3 separate regions of the Triticum aestivum genome follow, and all the other regions are linked to region 2. The links are chromatin contacts, called in public Hi-C maps. All regions are on one chromosome and are shown on one strand. Each heading gives the region's core, a stretch centred on a gene start, on an enhancer-like site or on the middle of the called end of the contact. The rest is flanking DNA. Distances are from core to core; before and after follow the strand shown. Region 1 holds the start of LOC123170290 (ABC transporter C family member 8). Region 2 holds the start of LOC123164320 (K(+) efflux antiporter 6). Region 3 holds the start of LOC123171177 (probable inactive poly [ADP-ribose] polymerase SRO3).

Evidence for each region. A called contact is a pair of places that touch in the nucleus more often than the background predicts.
Region 1: a Hi-C map of leaf shows a contact between it and region 2, with 4 times the contacts expected there. The contact joins the promoter of LOC123170290 here to the promoter of LOC123164320 in region 2. A contact is called at or near these places in 3 of 5 Hi-C or Micro-C datasets (all in leaf).
Region 3: a Hi-C map of leaf shows a contact between it and region 2, with 7 times the contacts expected there. The contact joins the promoter of LOC123171177 here to the promoter of LOC123164320 in region 2. A contact is called at or near these places in 2 of 5 Hi-C or Micro-C datasets (both in leaf).

The regions. Positions count from the first base shown.
Region 1 is chr7D:472,902,373-472,905,368 of IWGSC CS RefSeq v2.1, reverse strand. LOC123170290 (ABC transporter C family member 8) reads left to right here and starts at 1,693. Exons shown (of 13, transcript XR_006485128.1): 1 at 1,693-2,068; 2 at 2,207-2,996.
Region 2 is chr7D:473,065,363-473,068,145 of IWGSC CS RefSeq v2.1, reverse strand. It overlaps LOC123164320 (K(+) efflux antiporter 6), which reads left to right and starts at 1,359. Exons shown (of 20, transcript XR_006482301.1): 1 at 1,359-1,828; 2 at 2,039-2,082.
Region 3 is chr7D:473,217,161-473,219,894 of IWGSC CS RefSeq v2.1, reverse strand. It overlaps LOC123171177 (probable inactive poly [ADP-ribose] polymerase SRO3), which reads left to right and starts at 1,438. Exons shown (of 5, transcript XM_044588793.1): 1 at 1,438-1,464; 2 at 1,568-2,025; 3 at 2,444-2,691. The coding sequence starts at 1,438. It overlaps LOC123171178, which reads left to right. Exons shown (of 3, transcript XM_044588794.1): 2 at 1-309; 3 at 417-1,658. The coding sequence ends at 478.

The DNA.
Region 1 (2,996 bases), core at 444-2,943, 160 kb after region 2:
CGTTGTGCTAACGCTTCCGCTTTCGGTCTACGAGGGTACGTGGACAACACTCTCCCCTCTCGTTGCTATGCATCACCATGATCTTGCGTGTGCGTATGAATTTTTTTGAAATTACTACGTTCCCCAACAGCTTGCACATGGTACTGCCGCACATGCCGTGGGTGAGATGGTCCTGATGGGGAAGAGCACATGCCTGAAGACTATTGTCAAGTTTGCCCGCGCTGTGGTGCAGGTGTTTGGAGCAGAGTATATGAGAGAACCAAATATGCAGGACACAAAAAAATTATTGGCTATTAGAGAGGCCAGAGGATTTACAGGAATGCTTGGATCAATTGATTGTATCATTGTATGCATTAGCAATGGAAGAACCGCCCCAAAAGTTTGCAGGGAATGTATCAAGGTCACACCAAAGAGGCCACCATCATACTGAAAGCAGTGGCATGAATTTGACATGCTTTCTTTGGAATGCCAGACTCTCATGTTCAGGAGGATTTATAATGGGGAATCGCGGCCGTGCAACTACACTGTCAATGATCGTGACTATAACATGTGATACTATCTTGCCGATGGCATCTATCCTCAGTGGGCGGCATTTGTTAAGACCATATCCGAACCATACGGCAACAAACAAAGCCACTTTGCAACAATGCAGGAAGTAGCTAGGGAGGATGTGGAGAGGGCATTCAGAGTGCTTCAAACTCGTTGGGGAATTGTTCGTGGAGCTGCAATGATGTGGGAATCAGAAACTTTGTGGTAGCTGGTAAAAAGTTGTGTTATTTTGCACAATATGGTTGTCGAGGATGACGGTGATGGTGTTGCGCAAACCAATGATTTGAAGCGCATGGAGAACAAGTTCAAATCCCTGAAAATCAAGATGCAAATCAGCTTATGAACTTTCTGCAGATGCATCGGGATCTTCGAGAGAATCAAGTGCATGCATAGCTACTCGATGATCTTGTGGAGAATACGTGGACTCACAATGGTAACCAATGAGCTAAAGTTTGAGTTGTGCACTTAAAAATAAATTTTATGTAAAAACTATGTATTTTCGATACAAATATTTGTTATTTACATGCGGCATTGGCATGTATGATGAACGTGCATGGATTTGAGAGTCCAGATATGAGGTATGTGGCTGTCGGCCATGAGATATGAGGGGTGGTCTGGACGCGTCCGCAGACGTAGAGGAAGCCGGATTTGCTAAGTCCGGGTGTAAATGCTCTAAGAGCAGTGGATCGATTGAGGGTAATTTTGATCATATAGATATGGTACGTAAAACAAAATAAGCAGGAGATATTCTTGGTAGATTTAGTGATCTCTCCTCCCAAGAATAAATTTTCTTGATATATCTTTCCTTATTCGCCTTCATGTTTTAATGGCGCTATACATTATTTCCTTATTTTTGCGAAAGAAAAAAGTTCATGCTAGCCCCACACGATCATGGACAAATCTTACTCCACAAGAGGTAAGAGTAATATTGTACCCAATATTGTATTGTTCGTGAAAAATTGACGGCTCACATCGATTTGGTGCCAGGCCTTGACCAGTAGCCACGACGGAGTGAATGCGCCTAGCCTGGCCTTGCCATGCCATGCCAGCCTTCCGTCGCCACGTCACGCCATACGCAGACTCACCAGCCGGAACCAACCAGTGCCTGTACGAGGAAAACGACAAGGAGACGCCGAGGCCGCCAGCGTGCGACCTCACCTGCTCTTCTTCCTCCTCCCCACACGAGTTCGGCTCAACAACGCCGCGCCTGAAAGCGACGGCGGACAAATCCGAGTTTTGCAGGGCGTCCTCCGGCCACCACACCACAGCCCGGAGTGGTCTTCTCTTCTCTTCCGCTATCGATCTCAGACAAATCCTCCGTCTGTCCGTGCCCGCGTGCGAATATACGTGAACGCACGCGCTGCTGCACTGGGCTAGTGCTGCTATAATACTATAAACAAGTGGCCTCCCTCCTCCTCGTCTCCTGCCCAGGAATAGGCGACGCGTCGGCCGCTGCTGCATGCGATGCGAGGCGCAGGGACGGCCGATAAGCTGGGCGATCCGGCCATGGCCTCTCTCGGTAAGGAGGAAGACGCACGGGACGAAGCTCCCTTCCTCTTCTTCTTGTAAACCCTTCCGGAGATTCTTGATGCTCCGCGCATCCAGCTTCGCTTAATTATCGCCCGTTGCTTTGCTTTTCGATGCGTGCGTGTGGCAGGTTGGTCGCCCTCGTGGACCTGCGGGCGGGAGGACGGCGGCGGGCTCACCCTCGCGTCGCCGTGCGTGCAGAGGGGTCTGGTCGACTGCGTCAATGTCGTGCTCCTCGCCGCCTACGCCTCCGCGCTGCTCGCGGCCTGCGTCAGGGGGCGGTGGGATGGACGGGGGAGAAGCGGCGGCGCTAAGCGGCGGTGGGGGGTGGCCGCCGTCTCCGCGTGCTGCGTGGGGGTCGCGGCGGCCTACGCCGTCGCCGCGTTCAGGGGCTCCGCGGATGCGGCGGTCACCACGGCTTCCGTCGTCAGGGGGTTGGTGTGGGTGGCCGTGGCGGCCTCGTTGCACGTCCAGCCGACGAGGCCGGCCAGGGCCGTGGCCGTTCTATGGTGGACGCTCTTCTCCCTGCTCATCACCGCGTACAATGCGGAGGTCCTTGCCATGGGCTATGGGCTCGACGTCGCCGAGGGTGTCGCGTGGGCGGTCAACTTCCTCCTCCTGCTCTGCGCCCTGGGCTCACTGCTCCGGCGGAGCCGTGGCTGCCAGGACGACGACGGCCTGTCGGAGCCCTTGATTGACAAGGCAGTTCACGACTCGGAACTCTACCGGACCGGACTCTTCAGCCAGCTCGCCTTCTCGTGGCTGAACCCGCTACTCCGCCTCGGCCGCTCAAAAGCACTGGACCTCGCCGACATCCCGCTCATCGCCGGCGAGGACTGCGCACAGCAAGCTTCACATAGGTTCTCCGAGGCATGGAGCCGCCACCGGCAGGACAAGGCGCAGAGCGGGAGATCCAACAG
Region 2 (2,783 bases), core at 110-2,609:
GTTTCTGGAGATCCCACTTATTCGGCAAACGGCAGTACGTACTTCTCTTTGTTTCACACAAGAATCACGAGTAACCAGTCGGATTGTCGGAACATATCACAAAATTACCAGTGCAGGATCGCATCTCGTGATGTGTGTGACCGAAGGAATTTCCGAGCACAACAAATAAAAGTCCTCCCTGCTTTTTGCGTGGTTGCTTGTCCTGCTGCGTGAGTGGAAACATTCCGTTGAGTGGCGCCACTGCGTATAGAATCCTTATTTTTGCAGGTGTAAGTAATAATAATCGACATTCCTAATGCAAGCAAAATCACGTGTTTTCAAACCATCCGAAGTAAAAGATAAAAATCACGTGCCCACACCCTACAATATTTCTGCAAACACAATACAATCGTATAAGCTCACATACATGCATCATCCCTATGAGCGCACACACGCTTCCTCGAGATACTGAGCCGACACAACATTTTAAGATTGACGAAGTCATCACAGACGCATCGTAGTCGATGAAAACATCTTCCCCATGGAATGAACATCGCCGGAAAACCTAACAGAAATCCAAAAAAATGCAATCAGCAATGTGGAGCCTAGGACTTGAACCCTGGGGCTGATTTCACCGTATACGAAACCTAATGATATGAGCCACGATCAGTTAACCCTGCAATCCTGCAATGTGGTACTTTGCAATACTACCCGCCTGCATTTTTGGAATTCTAGGCTAATCCAAGAAGCCATCAAGACACGAAGAGTTGGTGGATTTAATAGAAGGGAACAAAATAATGAACCCAACCAACAATCCTGGACGGAAGTGATACCATAAGACTACCCACAGTGGGAGTAACATATGTAGTAACATCACATATATCTAGATAAATAGATGATGTGGCAAACAATAAATGAAGAAAGAGAGGCATGTGGTAACATAGCTAGTTACTACTAGTATGAGGTGGTGTTTGGTTCTCTAGTCCTAGGACTTTTTCTAATCCCTAGGACTTTTTGAAAAAGACTCTTAAGGAGGTGCTTCTAAGGACTTTTAGCAAAAAGTCCCAAAAAAGTCCCCCTGTTTGGTTTGCTAGGGACTTTTAGGGACTTTTTTTAGTCCCAACACAAAAGTCCCTCAAACCAAACACCCCCTGAGTAACATCACACATATCAAGGCAAGATAAGTCTATAGCCTAATAAATAAAGTGTTGTATGTTACCACACATATGTTACTCTCCACTATAGAGATAGTAACATAGAGTAGTAACATGGGCATTGTTACTATTCCATGTTACTACCCATCGTGGCTAGTCTAACTAACACAAATGAACACTACTTCCGCTACAAATCGCTGCTCTGCTTCCGCCGGCTGCACCTCCAACCTGCACGCACAGTCACGCACAACTCACGCATTCCCCCCACTTCCTTTCTTCCCCGACACGGGCACGCACGCACACGGCTGCCCTGCGCCCACACACGCTTCGGCCCTTCCTTCCAAAATCTAAACCCCACTCCGACCGCCCCCCTCCGGCGATGCTGATGCGTCGCCGCCGCCAGGGCCCGGTCCTCCCCCGCCTCCTCTTCTCCGTCCTCCTCCTCGCGTCGGCCGTCGCATTCCTCCCCCGCGCGGCCGGCGATGCGGCCGAGGCGGGCGACGAGGGCCGCGTGGGGGAGGCGGTCGCGGCGGTGGAGCGCGCGGACGCCGCGACCGCGGCCCTTGGGGCGGCCGAGGCCGGCGGGGAGGCGGCGCAGGGCAATGCCACGACCAAGGAGCACAGCCTCGCCGACATGATCGACCGCGCGCTGGAGAAGGAGTTCCCCGACTCGGAGGGTGAACAGGGCGGCGGAGGTGCGTGGATCTGACTCCCACCGTTCTCCCCGCGATCCGCCTCGTTGGCTCCCGTGGCGCGGGGATCTGGTTTTGGCGCGTGTCGGCGGCCGGCCGCCTAGATCTCGCCCCCGGCTGCTGCGCTCTCCTGGGAATTGACCAATCCTGCCTGTTTTTTTGGTGTTTGGTTTGAACTGCCTCCTCCTAATCTCTCCTGCTATGATTTTGCAGAGACGGACCCCGGCAGCTTCAACAACACGGTCGCGGAGAAGCAGGTGATTCATCTGCGCAGTTTTGTTTGTGTGTGGTCGGATTTTCGTTGACAATGATTATGGAACCTGGTTAAAATTTTGCATTATTACGATGTTCATGAAATGGTTGTTCAGGCCTTGCCGACTCTCTAGATTTAGGACATTACTTCATTATATGCGCGCTTTAACTTCTAAATTGGTCTCCTTTTACATGCTGTTTAATTTCATAAATATAACTAGCGTTGATACGACTGAATATGTATTGCATGCGTGGAATAGCATCGATGTCTTGGATGGAGTTGACATTTGGACAGAGGTTACACCATTGATAATGACGAAGCATTCAGTTATCCTTCCATGTATCATTCTGTAGGTTTTGCGCCTGTTGACCAATTATTCAGCCTACTGGCCTTTTGACTTAGTGAAATTAAAGGAGTTGACATTTTCCTAATGCCGACTACAATACCTTGAATGGTGTTTACTGTGCTAGGTTAGATTATGAATCAAAAACTAATATTTGCTTATGGTACCTGACTAACTTTGTGAAACAATTGTTGCGGTGTAAGTTATTACGTACTAATAGAACTCAGTTGAGTTTTGCATAAATCCCCTAGTGCTGTGTTCCAGCTGACAGTCATTTAGTCATTTGATCTTCTACATGATACACCTATGATCTACAGCTACTTCGAGTTGCATCCAACTATCCTATTATATTTCTCAATTCT
Region 3 (2,734 bases), core at 189-2,688, 150 kb before region 2:
GTGGTCGCAGGGCCGTGTATGGCGGCAGGGAGTTCCTGTTCGACGCTGGCACCACCGAGGAGGTCGCCATGGGCTGGATTGATGACCGCGGGGCCTGCTTCTTCCCTGTGCCAGAGAGCGGGAGGAAGAGGAAGAGGGGCGAGCCTGAGCTGGAGGACGGGGCGTCGTCCGGGGTGGATGAGAGGTCCGACGAGAGCAGCGACACGGTGGAGTCCTCAATCCAGCCCGATCTTCTGCCTCTCTCAAGCACTCTCCGTGCAGCAGGCCTGATGTGTAGGCTGCCATGGCAAGGCTACATCCATGCATTCTGTACAGGCTGCTATCTCCTCCCTCTCTCTCCTGATTTGCCTCTTTCACTCTCTCATTTGATTTAATCCCTTGAGCATATTTTCTTATGTATGCCTACAACATGCTAGGTGATTGTCTGATCTACCATGTGATTTGCGGTTGGCGTAAAGCGGTTCGCGTAAAGTCATGAAATCTGATCCTGATAGTGACATGATTTACTCTGGTTGATCAAACAGGTAGAAGCCGAAGTTGTTTTACTTTAATCTGATGAAGTCCCTGCTGCTATAAGCTAGGAAATTGACAAATTCAACATTGGCAAGCTGGTCTTGTGCTCTTTGTCCAAAAGCATATTCCGAAAGTGAGGTTCTTATTGTGGATGTTTCAGCGTCAACCTGAATTTTCTTTAACCTACTACAAAAAGACCTTCTAGGGTGATTAGCTGCAGTACTGTGACAAATAATCAAAAAAGATCATTGTCTTCTCATTTAATATTCTAGCTGCCGTCCAAACATTGAAGGCTGCACTGCAACTACTTGACTACAAGTTTTATGTGGAATTTTTCTGTACAGCTTGCACAAACTCAGTGAGATCAGGAATCATCATCTCTCACATTTTTTATCTTCAAAGGAAGGTGTCATCTCCTAAATTTTTTTCTCAGAATCAACCATGTTTCTAATCCTTACCTGAAAGTTTCCATCGCTCGGCTCCTGATGGCATGATGCCTCATTTAGATTCTCTTATGTCAGTGTGTTTGTATTCAGAAAATTAAGGTATGATGCCTCATTTAGATTCTCTTATGTTAGTGTGTCTGTATTCAGAAAAATAAGGCATGAAGGTTGCACTGCAACTACTTAACTACAAGTTTTTTGTGGATTTTTTTGTATAGCTTGCACAAACTCAGTGAGATCAGGAATCATCATCTCTCACATTTTTTTCTCTTGAAAAGGAGGTGTCATCTCCTACATTTTTTCTCAGAATCAACCATGTTTCTAATCCTTGCCTGAAAGTTTCCATCGCTCGGTTCCTGATGGCATGATGCCTCATTTAAATTCTCTTATGTCAGTGTGTTTGTATTCAGAAAATTAAGTTATGATGCCTCATTTAGATTCTCTTATGTCAGTGTGTTTGTATTCAGAAAAATAAGGCATGATGCCTCATTTAGCTTATCTTATCTCGGTGTGTTTGTGCTCAGAAAATTAATTTGCTTATTTTTGCTTTTTGAGGGCTATAACAATAGAGAATTTCATTTTTTTTAATCTGCTTCTTCCCTGTGCCAGAGAGCGGGAGGAAGAGGAAGAGGGGCGAGCCTGAGCTGGAGTACGGGGCCTCGTCCGGGGTGAATGAGAGGTCCGACGAGAGCAGCGACACGGTGGAGCCCGGCAGGGTCAGCAGGGCGGTGAGGCTGGAGGAGACGGACAAGTTCTACCAGGTTGTTACTTGTCAAGAAGCTCTTCCTCAGCGGGATAGCCCCCGGGTGGGCGGCGGCGTGGCGATCACGGCGGTGCACAAGGTCGTGCAGGGTCCCCGGTCCAGGGCGTTCCAAATGCAGGGCCAACTCCTAGCCGCTGCGCGCGGCGCTGACGGGAGCAATGCCAAGTTCGCGTGGTATGGCGCTCCGTTGGCGGACGTGGCCGCGGCGGTGGAGCACGGGTTCGGCAGGACGAACAGCCGGGTCCTTGGCCATCGCGCGCACGGCGACGACGTCCACGTCTCGCTGCTTCAGTCTCCTTATGCCAGGTCAGGTCAGAGTTCTGAATTTGTGGTTTTGATCGATGGCAAGCATGAATATAGGCATATAGCTGTAGGATAATTTATCAGACACAGTTACCAATTCAGGATCTGTTCCAAATTGCATTCATATTATCCCTCCGTCCCATAATATAATTGATTCCATGTTATTTTAGCCTTTGGTTTCTATATCTTGATTCATACTCCTAGCTCAAAAATTAGGGGGAAACAAGTTTGCATGAACGACAGTATTAGTTTATCTATGAATGCAGTAATTTGACTGGGTAATGGTTTGTGGAAGGGACGAATACGAGCAAAACTAAATCATGTTTCCTGCTACCTAGAGTCCGGGTGATGAAATATGTTCTGAATGTTCTGTGAAGCAGTGCATAAAGGAACTAACGAGTATGAAATCATTTTTATGCAGCGCAATGCTAGCAAATGCAGATGAGAACGGCGAGGCGCATATCGTGCTGTGCCGTGTTCTGATGGGCTGGCCAGAGGCCATCCCAGCCAGGTCCTCTAAGCTCCACCCCAACAGTGACAATTACGACAGTGCCGCCGACAACATGCAGAACCCACAGTGGTATGTTGTTTGGGGCAAGGACATGAACATGAGGATCCTCCCAGAGTATGTCGTCAGCTTCAAGTGTCCCAGCCTCCATCAGATGCAAGGTTAGTGAGTGTTCTGTCTGAATTGGTGCTGTAATTGTTCCCA